Regions from separate parts of the Danio rerio genome. Here all the other regions are linked to region 2. The links are chromatin contacts, called in public HiCAR-type maps. All regions are on one chromosome and are shown on one strand. Each heading gives the region's core, a stretch centred on a gene start, on an enhancer-like site or on the middle of the called end of the contact. The rest is flanking DNA. Distances are from core to core; before and after follow the strand shown.

Evidence for each region. HiCAR-type assays count read pairs that join an accessible place to other places.
Region 1: a HiCAR-type map of caudal fin shows a contact between it and region 2, with 4 times the contacts expected there. The contact joins two enhancer-like sites. A contact is called at or near these places in 2 of 4 datasets of contacts at active chromatin or transcription factors (caudal fin and embryo).
Region 3: a HiCAR-type map of caudal fin shows a contact between it and region 2, with 16 times the contacts expected there. The contact joins two enhancer-like sites. A contact is called at or near these places in 2 of 18 Hi-C or Micro-C datasets (caudal fin and an unstated tissue) and 2 of 4 datasets of contacts at active chromatin or transcription factors (caudal fin and embryo).

What each region holds. Positions count from the first base shown.
Region 1 is chr18:31,824,366-31,827,676 of GRCz12tu, reverse strand. The region is part of intron 2 of gse1b (Gse1 coiled-coil protein b); the gene reads right to left. Among named protein-coding and RNA genes, the nearest start is that of gse1b, 110 kb to the right of the region's middle. Within about 2 kb of position 1,281, at least 29 of the 62 cell types and tissues checked have an H3K27ac peak or open chromatin away from gene starts, as enhancers often do. A contact at or near this core is called in caudal fin, where this site is marked.
Region 2 is chr18:31,980,982-31,984,032 of GRCz12tu, reverse strand. The region is part of intron 2 of gse1b (Gse1 coiled-coil protein b); the gene reads right to left. Among named protein-coding and RNA genes, the nearest start is that of gins2, 72 kb to the left of the region's middle. Within about 2 kb of position 1,687, at least 31 of the 62 cell types and tissues checked have an H3K27ac peak or open chromatin away from gene starts, as enhancers often do. A contact at or near this core is called in caudal fin, where this site is marked.
Region 3 is chr18:31,800,946-31,804,161 of GRCz12tu, reverse strand. All of the region lies in intron 1 of gse1b (Gse1 coiled-coil protein b), which reads right to left. Among named protein-coding and RNA genes, the nearest start is that of gse1b, 90 kb to the right of the region's middle. Within about 2 kb of position 1,846, at least 7 of the 62 cell types and tissues checked have an H3K27ac peak or open chromatin away from gene starts, as enhancers often do. A contact at or near this core is called in caudal fin, where this site is marked.

The DNA of each region.
Region 1 (3,311 bases), core at 32-2,531, 160 kb after region 2:
TCAAAAAGTACCTAAAAGCGAACCGTACCATACCTTTGCAAAGGGTATCTAGCACAAAAAAGGGTACCAAAAGGCAGAGCTAGACGCACAGCTGAATGCTATTGGTTTACAGAGATAAGTCATTCACAGAAGCAGGAGAATGAAAACAAAGAAAAGCGCCATTTTTAAAAACACAGCCAAGACATTACACCGTAATAATATATACACTGTAATAATATATGCATACTAATAATAACAAGCCATGGTTGACCCAAGTGCAAACAAACCTTGTCGTCATCTTTATGAACAGCCTCAAAGTCAACAACAAAGTCTGCTGTGTCCTGTTGTTGTTTTACAAGCCCATCTAAAAGTGCGATGGGTTTCACTTTCTTCAGAGAGCTCGCCGCGCATCTCATTCATTCATTTATTTTCTTGTCAGCTTAGTCCCTTTATTAATCCGGTGTCGCAGGACAAAAAAGAAAGAAAGAAAAACACTAAAAATGTACAGTATGTACAATAAAGCAATTCACTCATTAATTTTTTGGTTGTTGTACCTCCTAAAGTACTCTTCATGATTATCATACTTCATGATAATGCCGCATATTGTGACAAAAGCAGCAAGAAAATCTGATATCACATCACAAGCCTTAATAAAAACATAAACATATTACATGTGTTGCTATTGGGATGCACAATAAACAAAAATAACCTACTCTGATTTTAAATGACCTTAGTGCGGTAACACTTTGTTTTGATGGTCCATTTGAGTATGACTGTCTGCTTAATATCTGTTGATACTGCTCCTTCAACAGATATTCAACTGACTATGAGAAACTGCGAGTACATGTGAACTTACACTAACCCCAAGCCCAACCCTAACCCCAACCTAACAGTCTACTTATAATCTAACAAGAATTAGTTGGCATATAGATGCAATGTAACTTAAATTCAACAAACAGACCATCAAAATAAAATGTGACTCTTATTGCTAATTAATTAATTACAGTGACCCTTTAACAGTATTTTGACATAATAGTCAAGACCATTTAATACATGTATGAAGCTCAATCTCCAGCTTCCACTATGAAACAAAAGCAGATTGTACGAAAACATGCTTTGTAAAAAACACAAAAAAGTATCAATTTAAATTAATTTGCAGTGTCTGTGAAAGTCAGTGTCTGTGAAAGAGCAGGTGCTGAAGTCTGTGACCTGAATGAAGTTAGAGCTGTACAGTCCCAGGCCAGAGAATGACGAAAGAGGAAAGAGAGAGAGAGGAAGAGAGAGGGGTTTGACGGAGAGAAAGAGCTACTAGTGCTGTGCGTAATCTTGCTCTCCCAGCTGGTCCCCATTAGCCAGGCTGGAGCCGAAGGGCCCTCAGGACAGAGAGTCACGGCCAGCTCACGTCACTCCTAATGCCGATGATGCTTCACAGGGCACCAGCGCCAGGAGAGACTTACTGATAATTTTAGTAACAAGAGAAAAGTAAACAAATAAAATGAATACGCCAATGACCGCAATGCATGTACAGCAGCGTTTAGACAGAAGGTCGCGAGGCCCGTCCCCTACAGTAATGCTGGAAGAGATTCATACATATCAACCCGCAGAAATTGTATTAAAATTGCTATTGCATCTCTGCTGTCGCAGAGGGTTTTCCACTCAGCAAGTTCCCTGGGGTGGTGTCATTCATGCTGAGTCTCACTGAGAAATATTTCATTGTGGTTTTGAGTGTTTTTGATTAGTCAGAGGTCTGTCACAAACCAATTAGCATAGGCAAAAGGCAGTCAGAGTCAACTGTTTTTTTTTTTTTTGTTCTTTTCTCACTGACTCTTGATCACATAAACCTTAGTAAAACAAAGCAGATGTGCCTAACATAATAAATTAGGAAGCAATTCATAGTTTATTTCATCATTGTTGCATTTTTTATAATTGAGCAACTGTGCAATGTCAACTTTATAGTTTTGAGATTTGACATGACTTAATATTTAGTTATGTGTGTTTTTTTAATGGAATTCACAATAAAAAAATATCTCGGTCACTTTCTTTCCTTCTTTTCTTTCTTTCTTTTCGTTTTTTCTTTCTTTCCTTTTCTTTTCATCTTTCTTTCTTTTCCTTTTTCTTTCTTTTTTTTCTATTTCTTTCTTTTCTTTTTTCTTTTCTTTTCTTTTCATTCATTCATTCTTTTATTTCTCTTCCTTTATTAATCCGGGGTCGCCACAGCAGAATGAACCGCCAACTTATCAAGCACGTTTTTACGCAGCGGATGCCCTTCCAGCCGCAACCCATCTCTAGGAAACATCTACACACACACACTCATCCACTACGGACAATTTAGCCTACCCAATTTACCTGTACCGCATGTCTTTGGACTGTGGGGGAAACCGGAGCACCCGAAGCGTAAACTTACGCGAATACTGGGAGAACATGCAAACTCCACACAGAAACGCCAACTGAGCCGAGGTTCGAGCCAGCGACCCAGCGACCTTCTTGCTGTGAGGCGACAGCACTACCTACTGCGCCACTGCGCCACTTTCTTTCTTTCTTCTTTCTTACTTTTGAATATAGTATATTCAATATTTGAAGTAAGGACATAATCACAGTAAGAAATTTACAGGACATAAATAAACCTCTTCAGTCTCGTTTACAAGCAATTTTCATAGCTACAATTATTTGCAAAGAGTTATAATTATTAATTGTTTTTCCCCAGTTGTTCAGATAATCAGCAGAAATCATCAACCTAAATCCAGACATGTAACTGGACCATGTGCAGAGATGGAAAGTAACGAAGTATAAATATTTCATTACTGTACTTAAGAAGATTTTTATGATATCGGTACTTTACTCCACTATTTATTTTTCCGACAGCTTTTTAGTTTTACTCCTTACATTTTTACACAAACATAAAAAAAAAACTTACATTTTTTTAATCAGCCTCGTTGGTTTAGTTGTGTTTTGTTACACAATCTATATTATTTCTTGTCCATTTAAATGTCTTTTTGACTTAATTAAAATATTTTTTGTCATTGCGCTCTGATCACACACTGTAGGCTAGTTTATTAAGCTCAACGGCAAAAATGGCTACCATGGATGAGACAGAGAATCAGCAATGTACACATGTCTGATGTTATGTGTATATTGGTTAATAAGATGCATTTTGGTCAACCGGATCACAGGTAAACAAGTGACACATTCCTTTTCAAATCTGGCATTTAAATTAAGTTAAAGTCTTTTGTTCATTTGCAACCCTGGTGTACTGTACTTCTCTGCCAATAACAGATTGTACTAAAGCAATTCAATACTTTATGAATATGTTATGCATTAAATTGATTTCTTTT
Region 2 (3,051 bases), core at 438-2,937:
ATTAAGTAACGCTTACTAATGAGACTTCATTGTGTTCAAGTGTTATCTAAATTGCACTTTATCTGAACATCTAGACACTTAAGCAATACAGTATATACAGCAACAAACAGTGATTTTGGTTATAAATTAGGCTTTATTGCAGATTAGGTCAATACCGTGATACTACTGTATGTCCCGTATTAAAAGCTTCAACAATTATTTCCAACAAGAAAATCTGATACCTCAGGACAAAAAATCTGTTTAGTTCTAAATATCTAATAAAATCTCTTTATATTAGAGCTGCTCAATATGTGGTTTCAGCATCGATATGGCAATGTGATCATTCACAAAATCGTATCACAGAATATATGCAATGTTGAGTTTGTATTATAAATTATCATTTGCATGTGGTTTTGATGCCAGGGGAATGTATAATGATTTTAAAAGCTGTCAGGTATTAAAGAAAATTACTGTTTTTAATTATGTTGAATTTTTTTGATTTTTATCAGTTAGTTTACTTAAATACTGTTAGGGAAATGATAAAACACTTTATTTCATATGTATTAATTTATAGATTGTATTTATAGATTGTTATGCATGAAAATACTCACAACACATGCAAATACAGAAATGCACAGCAAATAGCACAGATTTCAATGAAAATGTGTTGGGGGACATCTAAAAAGTTTATAGATGGATTTTATGAGGTGCATAGAGTAAACATTACTTCATAAATCTCTAAACACGTGCAACAACACATGCAAATAAAGAAATGCACTGCAAATAGCACAGACAACAAGAAAAATGTATGGATCCCAAAAATGTTAAAGATTTATGCATTACCATTGCAGAATTATTCCAATTTATCTAAAATTATAAATTCTTTCCAAATAGAGATCTTAAGTCATCTGGTGAAGCTTTCTGAGTCCTTACTTGTTTTTTGACTTTTAGATTGATCTATTATCAAAATTAAGGGTTATTTAATTATTGAACTTTTTTAGACTTTGCATTTTAAATCCACTTTAAAACCCAGTTTGGCTGAAACAACATGTCTGATTCGTGAAGGAAAAAAGTAACAGAGTCCTCCATGTGCGAATACATACACATTACGATAAGTGAAGTGCATCATAGAAAAATACATAAATAAACCATGTAAAACATGTTGACTTTCATTTTGCTTAATTCGGCCAGCCCCATTAAATGTTAAGTAATCCTTTATAAAGACGCAATATATCCTTTATCAGCCTCTGAAATGACTTTTCCTTTCTGCAGAAGTAATGAAGGTGGCATGGCTAAAGAAAAACAGAAATATTAACAAAATAAACTCACGGCCTGACATGCATGACTCAATCAAGTCCCACTCCACATTATTTCTAGTGTAATATTCTATCAAACTGTAAAGTTAAATATGGTCTAATTGTATTTTATTAAGCTATAGGCTTCTGTCTATTTTAATTGAAAGCCTATCCAATTTGCCATTGGGAACACAATTTCTCTTGCATGTTTTGGTGGCACACAGCGCTGCGGAGTCTGATACGAAGGTGCTGACAGTTGAAAGGTCTGGTTTCCAGGTCGTGGACGCTGAATGCTGCAACATGTCGAGGCCGATCTGGTGTCAAAGATAACATCAGATAACAGCTGTGAGCCGGGGACGCCCGTCACCGCCCGTCCTGCACATTACCCAGCATGCCAGAGCATTTGCATATGCAGAGCCAGGGCTGTGTTTGACTAGGGTGGATAGGCAAATCAGAGCAGTAAGCTTTCTCCCTGAGCTGAGGTCGTGACAAGATTGAACGATATGTAACTGACGGTTGCTTGTGTGCGCATGTGGTCTGTTGTGTGACTGCCTTGGAGCTACAGCTTACACAGGAAGTGCTCACTTAGTTGCTTTCTATTCATACCTACGCTATGTGGTTTAGTACAGCCATGCAAAATTAGAAAATAAACATGAGTCCATAACCTTCAGAGGGCGCTATCTCACATTCTGGTGAGTAAGGATAGTGTGACACTAAAAGCGTACCTATTTAAAAGAGCTTTCGCATGTAAAACCCTCACTCTCATGTTAACTCACATACATTTAGGAAAAAGACTGTTGTTAATGAAGTAAACACAGTTACGCCTCTAGTTTGTTTTATTGGGTATGCTATACATTAAACAGTGTTTAATGATTGGATGAGTGAAAGAAAAACATCTGGGATCTGATAAAATCCCTGCGCTTACTGTAGAGATCTGTTCAGACTCATCACAAAACAAACGCAGACAAAAAAAAAAGAGGAAGTCTGTAAGAAGTATACTGAAAGTAGCTTGCGGTTATCAAAAAAAACTGCAAGACTGGAGGTGTAAAACATCCTAAGCAACATTTCTACTTAAGAATGCTCATCGGCTTGCATTTTAGTGTATCCAATTTAGTATTATCATCCATAATATGGTGTAAACAAGTTGTAACTTGTGTTCATTTATTTACTTATTTTCACCGTACTGGTAATCCTGTTCCTGTAAAGGCCCTGGTATACTTCAAATGAAATTGAAAATGAAATGATGTCATTTCAAACAAAATCTGTCTGAAACAAAGATCTTTTGAGTTTGCTCAACAGTTTGAAACAGCTCACCAAAGCATACATTTTGTGCAATTCGAATTGGATAATAGACATCTATTGGTTCATGACGATTACAAAATCGATGGGTGTGTTGTGGAACTCCGCCTCCTATGACGTGCAATTTCTAATTTGATATTTAAGGCACCTCCCTCCAGAGTTTAGTTCAATTAAACACACTTAATCAAGTTCCCTGCTTCTTCCTGTTATTAACATACAATTATCAGAGATCCGATGATAAATAGTCAACCAGGACCCACTTTTGTTTCACCTGGTGTATATATTTATAAACTCTTGACCACATGAGTTCTCATTTCAGCTAGGGAAAAGGATATGGATGGCAAATACAACGCTTCTGTGATCCATATTAATACAATGCAGCAAAATACGAATACTTTGTTCTGTTTTGGTACACCTTCTACAGTACATTGAGAGTTGGAGAGCTGGTGGACTTTTGTAGCCATTTCAAATGCATTCA
Region 3 (3,216 bases), core at 597-3,096, 180 kb after region 2:
AAAAGACACATTTTGTGTCTCAAACTACTAGCTAGTGTGTGAATTAATAGGTGTAGATGATTTCAGACATCGGTAAGGACAGTAATGAGTTTGGTTCACTACATTAGGACATTGAGCGTGACGTGAATGTAATTGTTATACAATCCTAAAACTGGAAATTATAAATAACATCATAACTGATATTTTTCACATTTTTATTATTATTTTTTAAGTACCTACATAGACACATATTTAAATTATTTAATATACCAGCAACAATTCAATATTCTATCATTTAAAAATGTTTGTTACAGTGGATTGTCCAACTCATGTTCTTTTATTGTTAAATATAGATAACAATACTCACAATAGTTATAATGGACAATGGTTTCATTTGTCTCTCTTTCATCACTATGTTTAGTGATTTGGTTCATGTGAGTCATGTTTCAGGCTTTAGAACTTCCGTTAAGGAAACATAGTACACTTCGCTCACTGATTTTATTGGTTAATTGTACAAAAGACATTTCAGTGAGTGAACATTTCAGTGCACCGAGACACTTTCGCGATCGAAACAGACCTTAAAATGGCTGACTCCCTGACCAATGCCCTGACTACTGAGCAAGGTAGCTGATAGAGTTGCACCCTCATGCAAAGAAACCAACTGATTATTGTCAACCACTAACGGGTTGGGAGTTTGTGTGTACAAAAATGTTTTGTTTTTAAATGTATTTAAATGCTAAAAGTAATTATATAAAATATGTATATCCAAATGTTTTGCATTAGTTGCAAGAACTTCTGCTAACAGGATCTTTTGTCTTTGAGTTGTCTAAACATCATTCAAATTGAGAGTTGTTGAAGAAAGATGCAATATGTCATATTCAAGAATGAATGAATCAGTTGTTCGTACTGTATGTTGAGGAGTAAAAAGTTCAATTTATTTTGTTTTGGAAAGTAGTAAAGTAAAGGTTTTCCAAAATAAAAAATGCAGTAAAATCAAGTAGAAATGGTGAAGTTAATGTCCAGCACTGCTTGTATTCCACTGTGAATTCTTAATCTTACAGCAAAACCACATAGCACTTGCCCAAAGTTACATTTTTTAAAGCAATCATTAATTAACAAGCCTAAAAAAAATTTCAGTCACATTCTTTATATGCAGGTTTGTATTAAAAAGCTGATGCCAGCCTGTTTTGCAGCCGCAACCCATCTCTGGAAAACATCCATCCACACAAATATTTATACACTACGGACAATTTAGCCTACCCAATTCACATGTACTGCATGTCTTTGGACTGTAGGAGCACCCAGAGGAAACCCACGTGAACGCAGGGAGAACATGCAAACTCTACACTGAGGCTCAAACCAGCGACCTTCTTGCTGTGAGGCAACAGGACTACCTACCACTGTGTCACCCTAAATAAGCAGGAAAATACAAAAACTGCTGTAAAAGTAAAGCACAAGCCTTACTTCATTTCATTTGCAAAACATCAAAAGACTGTGTGAATTAAGAGAGACTCCTAGCACAAGTGATGTAATACTCAAAAGGCTGCAGTAACTGCAACTGAAAAAAAATGATATTGCTATGGTATGGCAGCATAGTTTCTTGATATTAAATATTGATCATTATTAAAATTCTTTTTGGCACTAATGGTCCAATCTAGTTCAATTACAAGTGCTCCTGCTAAACCAAGAGATCAGCTGAATAGATTAAAAAAATGATCAAACTGTTTAACTGTGAGTGACTTGTAAAATGTTTGCAAAAAAGGGGGAGTGTTCCTTTAAATTCTTCAAAGCTTAGGGAGCTTAGTCAGTACAACACTTAGCACACGTTCATTGATCTGCCTTGTGGCTATGAGAAAATAAAAGCCAGAGAAGCGAGTTTACCATGTCTCACCAACTGAAAACAAAAATAACACAGACAATGAGGACTACCTAAGGCAGTGTCATTTGCATTTGTTTTGTTCTGTGGATTTTAAGCATGTATATTCAACTCCAAAAACATTTACATTATGTTTAACTGAGACAAAAAAAAAGTCTAATGTAATTGTAAAAAAAGTGCTTTGATTGAAAAGAGTTTTTATGTTATTCAAGTATCACACTCACTGTATGCATCATTTGTATGTTTTGTTCAGTCATGAAAAAAAAATATTGAAATGGTTTTGTTCTCCCTCTCTCTGGCATTGTTTTCAAAGGCCACTGCTTTCAGGCACCCTTTGGGACCAGAAACAAGATGTAAGGTAAGTGCTATTGATCTGTGCTTTCTGCCTCACTAGGATTTCATAGTAGTGTGAGCTGACCAACTGACCGTTTGCCTCTCTGAAAGGCCCTGACCAGCGTATGTATGACACAGAGACTGTATGACATTAAAGAGTATAAAACGCATATTGTACATAATATAGGTGTGTGTGTGTGTGTGTGTGTGTGTGTGTGTGTGTGTGTGTGTGTGTGTGTGTGTGGAGAAGGTTATGAGGACATGTGTTCAGCTTCAGGCTGTTTATTTAAGGGGAGGTGATGATGATTCAGTGACAGTTGATTCACACTACACCGCCTAACAAATAGCACCAACCACAGCAAACTCACTGGCTCTTGCTAAGCAAAACCTGTTTCTATCAGTTGAATCCTTCCGACAACTAAGCAGAAACCACATACTGTACAAACATGTGCAGTGTTTACTGCTCCTTTCTTAGAGTAATTCTTTAAAAACAAAAATCCTCTAATGCTGCATTGCTCCCAGCACTTCTTTATTAGGCCATTTTATATGTTTTGATCATAATGCATTTAATACTATAACTAACAATGTATTCAATAAATTTTTCCATGATTTAACTTGAACTGAGAAATGTATGCTACTATTGCATAATTACTCTGAATATGGCATCACAGTGGCACAGTGAGTTGAACGATTGCCTCAGATCAAGAAGGTTGCTGGTTCGAGCCCAAGCTGGGTCAGTTGGCAGTCCATAAACATGCGGTACAGGTGAATTAAATAAGCTAAACTGTCTGAAGTTAATGTAAGTGAAAGGGAGTGTATGGGTGTTTCCCAGTGTTGGATTGCAGCCGAAAGGGTATAAGCTGAGTAAAACATATGCTGGATAAGTTAGTGATTTTATCCGCATAGGCAACCCCTGATTAATAAAGTAACTAAGCCGAAAACAAAATGAATGAATGAATAAATGAACACTGAATATGATGATTGGCTGATAGCTGTTTAAGACAACTTTGTGTGCCGATCCCCAATGG